Linked DNA regions of Sus scrofa: region 1 is linked to region 2. Evidence: chromatin contacts called from public Hi-C data. All regions are on one chromosome and are shown on one strand. The core of a region is the stretch at or near the end of the contact, and the rest is flanking DNA. Distances in the headings are between cores, read along the strand shown. Region 1 overlaps XYLT1 (xylosyltransferase 1). Region 2 has its middle 270 kb from the start of RPS15A.

The links. Hi-C and Micro-C count contacts between places; a contact is called where the count stands out from the background.
Region 1: a Hi-C map of epiblast stem cells shows a contact between it and region 2, with 2.7 times the contacts expected there. The contact joins two enhancer-like sites. A contact is called at or near these places in 5 of 47 Hi-C or Micro-C datasets (differentiating spermatogonia, embryonic fibroblasts, epiblast stem cells and 2 more).

Annotation. Positions count from the first base shown.
Region 1 is chr3:27,411,682-27,414,381 of Sscrofa11.1, reverse strand. All of the region lies in intron 1 of XYLT1 (xylosyltransferase 1), which reads left to right. Among named protein-coding and RNA genes, the nearest start is that of XYLT1, 80 kb to the left of the region's middle. Within about 2 kb of position 1,286, at least 10 of the 83 cell types and tissues checked have an H3K27ac peak or open chromatin away from gene starts, as enhancers often do. A contact at or near this core is called in epiblast stem cells, where this site is marked.
Region 2 is chr3:27,049,506-27,052,205 of Sscrofa11.1, reverse strand. No RefSeq gene overlaps it. Among named protein-coding and RNA genes, the nearest start is that of RPS15A, 270 kb to the right of the region's middle. Within about 2 kb of position 1,290, at least 2 of the 83 cell types and tissues checked have an H3K27ac peak or open chromatin away from gene starts, as enhancers often do. A contact at or near this core is called in epiblast stem cells, where this site is marked.

The DNA of each region.
Region 1 (2,700 bases), core at 37-2,536, 360 kb before region 2:
AGTTTAACAAAAAAAAAAAAAAAAGAGTGCTGGTTGAATAAAATATTCAGTTGGACTGGAGGCCAGAGAAATAATGGTGAGAACTGTGAAACCGTTGTGTAAGCTTTGGAAGCATGGCCATGTTACAAGCATCGTGTAACGGGATGTCAGAGATGCGCTTAGCGGGTCTTCAGTGGGGTTTGCGAGGTGCCAGGGGCCAACCCAGAAACACACAGCTGTTTGGAAACAGACCAACTCTGTTTCCTGCCTTCATGGAGCCTATAACCTGGTGGGAGAGACAGTGCACAAGAGAACAAATAATAAGATACTGCAGCTTGTGGGATGGGGTGTATTGCAGTGCTGGGGGAAAGCAGGCAAGGTGTGTGTGTGCACACGTGTGTGCGTGCGAGTGCGCACGAGCTATACAGGGACAGAAAACGGGGACCTCCTGTTGCCGAAATTCAGCCTCTGTCTGCCGGGTCCAAGTTGAAAAGCAGAGACAGTTTTGGGTAAAGGAGAAAATGATAACTTTATTGCTAAGACTGTGGCCCCCTAGGAAGGAGTTAGGAGGTGGTTTTATAGTGTGGGGAGTGGAACACAGGGCCCCGGATAAAGATCAGAGTGGAGGCAAGCTGGCATTGTCTTTCAGAGCTGGTGTTTCGGGGTCCCAGGACTGGTTCGGGTGGTCCTCCCTCCTCCCAGAATGAAGATGCTTCATCAAGGAGTGCTTCCATTTGTTGAGGGTATTAGCTCTGCAGAAAGGGCTCAAGATCTTGTTCTGTGTATTCCTGGAGGAGGAACCAGGACCCTGGCGCAAGGCTGCTCTGTTGTCTCTGGATGCTCCTCCCTGGTGTCTGCGTCCCCTCCCTTCCCTGATGAGCAGCTGCCCTTTGGAACTCAGGGAAGGTCATGGAGGCTGAGGCTTATTCTCTAAAAACAAGAAACAGAGGACCCAGAAAGGCCTGTGCGCAGGAGCCCCGCAGGGCACCAGCTCAGTTACACTACCTTTACTAGGGTAACCTTTCTGTCACCTCTAGGAAGAGGTGACTCTTTACAAGAGACAGGAAAGTGACCTGGATGTGTTTGTCCCTTCACCTGCTTCTACCTCCTCGCCCCATCACCCTCTTTCAACTGCGATCAAATGCAGAGAACTTTCAGGCCCAGGTCCCTTGCTGGCTCCCACAGCCCTCAGGGACTGTGCTGTAACCTGAGACCAGGAGTTCTTCCAGGCCTGCCGCTGGAAGAGGACGCCACCCACCCCCGACACGCCTCTTCAGGTGTAGATTGAGGTCCAGGCCACGAGTGGTTTATTTTTAGCTTTCTCTGTGAGCGAGGCAGAGGCGGAGGCAGTGGAGACATGCTTAGTCTGTTATTAGCAGCAGCACCACGTTTTCGTCCGTGTCTTTACACATTGGGGACGTCAGAGACAAGGCGGTGGGTTCGGAGTACGATTTCCACGCCGATTCAGGGCTGCAGCCCACCTCCAGCTCTGACCACTTAGCTCAATTAGCAGCAGGAGGCCTGTTTCTGGTCAAGTCCCTTCTTCCTGGGCCGGACTTGCTCAGTCCGTTGCCTTCTGAGCAGAGCAGGGAGTGAGAAGCAGGGTGGTGGACACTGGGAGGCCGAGCGCGCCCACACCCCCTCGGAGGTGGACAGTTGCTTCTTAGCTCCACCTGCCTGAGAAGGTAGACCACGCATGGCCCGGTTTTCTGCCTTTTCAAGCAAGGTGCGCCCCGCAGAAAGGTGAATGTGAAACTGACAGCACTGTCGGCCTGAACCCAGCCAAAAGCCAGACTGGGACTTGAACTCATATGCTGGGACTCGAACCCAACCTAAAGCCAGATTGGGGCCTAAAGCCATGGTTTTAAATTAGAATCACTCACCCATGTCTGGACTCACTGAGGTTCAGGTTCTTTGTGCCTCTGCGCAGAAGGAATTCAGCGAGAGACAAAGTGATCGGCCAGAAACAGATTTGTTAGGGTGGGACACTTGTGAGAGATGCAAACGGGCAGGCACAGAGGCTCTGCCCCAGGATCCCGAGGATCCTCTGGGCCACGGTTTTATCCTCCAAGGGGAGTGGGGGTTGGAAAGGCCCACCTCTTCTTATCTGGGAGTAGCAGCTCCTCCTTAGTACCCCGTAAGCTGTGTATTCAAATCCACAGAAGGGCAGCCCTCAAACACTTGCCCTTGGTCGGAATCTGAATGCAGGCCTCATCCCACCCCCACCCAATGACCTGAGGCAATTCTCACACCTCCACTAGTCAGGCAGGCCTGCCTTGTGCTGATGGCCTGCTTGAACTCACAGGGGTCTCCCAGCACCCCCCAGGTTTCCCTCTTTATCTGTGACCCCCACTGGGGCTTTACAACCACATGTGGCTACTCTGTCCCTATCAAATGCATGGTCCTCCTGATTTTTAGATATTGGCAACCAGTTGTAAAATTCAAACAATGCCGCGTAGAGACCAAAACCAAAATCTGTCTGAGCGTCACAATAGATCTGGCTGCTCGGTGCCTTTTGTCTGAGGGATGCTGGGAACTGGGCCTGGCCCATTGAGAAAGCCACGTGTGTCCAGTCTTCAGAACCTGGTGGGAAGTGATGAGGAAGACATTGGCCAGTCCCGTGTTTGCCTGGGACAGTCTGTCCAGGACCATTACCTTTGCTCTGACTGATTTTCATTCTAAGACGCTGGGCCCACAGCTGGCTGGTCCCCCTGACCCCCA
Region 2 (2,700 bases), core at 41-2,540:
TGGTGGTGAAAGCGGAAGGGGTGACCAGAAAGCTAAATTGTCCCTTTGCTCGAGGAAAAGAGCTAATGCCTAAATACGACAGATGAGTATGTCTCATTATGAACATGTTATTTAGATATCTGGAGACACCAAAAGAATGAGTGAGAACAGTTAACAGTGGTTAAGCAGCTTCTGGAGGGAAGGAAACAGGAAGAAAAGAAGGAAAGCACATTTCTGCTATTTTTATAACCAGCTTTGCCAAACCCTTGATTCTTTAGACTCTATGCACATATACCTTTGATCATATATGTATGACAATATATACATATACAAACTAATAGGAGTGGATATGGATGTGCATAGGCTTAGGTAGGAATATGCAATATATAAAATCAATCAACAGGCATGCATAGTAGAGGGGGTTTTAAATTTCCTGAGCCACACGTGACCATGGGAGAAACTGAGCTTGTTGGATAATGAGAAGCTGTTGTTAGCAAAGCTTGACACTGGAAAGCAGAGCCCTGGAAGTAACAGACTCAGTTGGGGGGGGGGGTGGTCTTTCGGTTCTGACTTTCTTGCTGGCAAAGCCTTGGTATACAAAACCCGGCAAAGCATGTGTAAGAGGTTTATGTCAGGGTTTCAACACCCCTGAAGTGCTGGAGGGGGGTTTGGGGTGGAAATCGTTCTTGGGACAGCCTCTTCTGAGCATCCCTGGTTGTTGACCATAAATCCCAGAGTCTGGAGCACAAGGGCACAAGGTAAAATTGAGTGCAGGTAAAACTGAGCTACGTTTTCGGTCTTATATTTTGTTCTCTGCTTATTAAGATGGTAACTGTGGGGAGTTGTGAGGCTTCTTAACCAAGGCACATAGAAAAAAATTCTGGGGAAAAAAAGACCATTACAAAACAGTCATAGCAGCCTCGGAGGGCATTACCACACATAATTTATTTTCCTCCTTATCTCCTATACGTGTCTTTCAATTTAGGAAGGGTTTTTAAAAAATCCTAACATCCTCCTTTCCTATTGCTTTTGATTTTTTTTCTTACGGAAACCAACATTTTCTTTAGGTTATACTGTTAACTCCAAGTTCTGTTTTCTGCTTGCCTAATCCACCCATATAAAATACGGTTGCCAGGGAGACCCGTCTTTAAATCAATCAGCAACATCTTAGGGAAGGCTGCCTTAAAAACAAAAACTTACAGAGCGACTCTGAAGTCTGCACTGAACAGACATTTTCCCAAGGAGCCTCACGTAGAGACACACCTGTCCTGCAACACGAGGATGAACGTTAAGGGAGCCTCTCCTGAAAAAAACCCCTGGATTTGGCTGGAACTCCGCCTCTCCGCTGGCCTCTCTCTTGCACGAGCCGCTGGAGTCTTGTAACAGCCTCTGAACTTCATTCGCACTCCATATTCAGCAGTACAGCAATAAAATTAATGGGTTGAGCATTTTCTACCTAATAAGTGCTGCAGATATAAATGTCTTAGCCATTTGTCTTTTTCAGTGGAGGTTAAAAAAAAAAACCACCCCGTATACTGTCTGTAGCCGTGCCTTTCTCCCATTTTGGTTAACATTATCATGCAAATTGCATCTCGCACGTCACTAGATTAAGGGAGAAGGGCTGTTTGAAGAGGTTACCCTTTGCTTTTTTCATTCACGAGACTGTTTAGAGTCTCAAATCCATTCCAACCGACTTGCTAAAATGTGTTGGGGGAAAAATACATTGTGATGAAGAGCCATTGCAGTGCAAATACCAGGAAGGGAAAACAGACTTACAGTTTGTGTCAGCAGGAAGCCATTCTATATGTGGAATAAGCCTGGCTCTTGTTTTCTTTTCCTTCCCCAGGAAAGAATTTTAGTGATTTATTACATTTCCAAAATGAGCCAGGGAGAAAGCTTATATCAAAGGCTTGTCATCTTCCAATACAACACCTGCTAGACTAACATCATTCCCTCAGACTCTGCCCTTCACCGCAGAATCTCTTCTTGCAGGTGGGATGATGTATTTTGGTGTCATTTGCATCCCAGCCCCTTCGCCTGTGTGACTTGGGGCAAGTCACTTAGTGTCTTTCCATGTCTCTGGTTCCTTAGCTGCAAAATGCATGTTATATCAAGACATATCAGGCAAGTGTTCAGAACAGTATTTTACAAACTGTTATGATTATAAGCCATAAAACTATACGTTTGACATCAAAGCCCAGAACACAGGTGCAAATAAGTACACGCACGCAGTTACACACACGAACATATGTGGGTGCCTACATAAGCACCTATGTGAATGTTACATTTCCGAAATAGACGTGATGAACTCACATAGTTTTTGTTCTAGTTTGGTTGGTTTCATGTTTTTAAAAAATTATTTTTGCAGCACATGCAAGTTGATCCTATCACTCATGGATCAGAACCTGCCATTTGAGAAAAACGGATTTGGCGCAAATATGGGCTAACTCTGGCTAAAAGTTCAAATCCAGGCCAATGCCCGTTTTTGTCAAGAAAGATTTCCTGGAACACAGCCATGCTCATTGATTAACATATATTGTCTATGATTGCTCTCTTGATAGGATGGCAAATTTGAGGAGCTGCCACAGAGACCTTCTCGGCTGTAAAGCTAAAATCTTTACTCTCTGGCCCTTTAAGAAAAAAAGTTGCCAGGAGATCCCTGGTGGCTCAGTGGGTTAAGGATCTGGCATTGTCACTGCAGTGGCTCAGGTCACTGCTGTG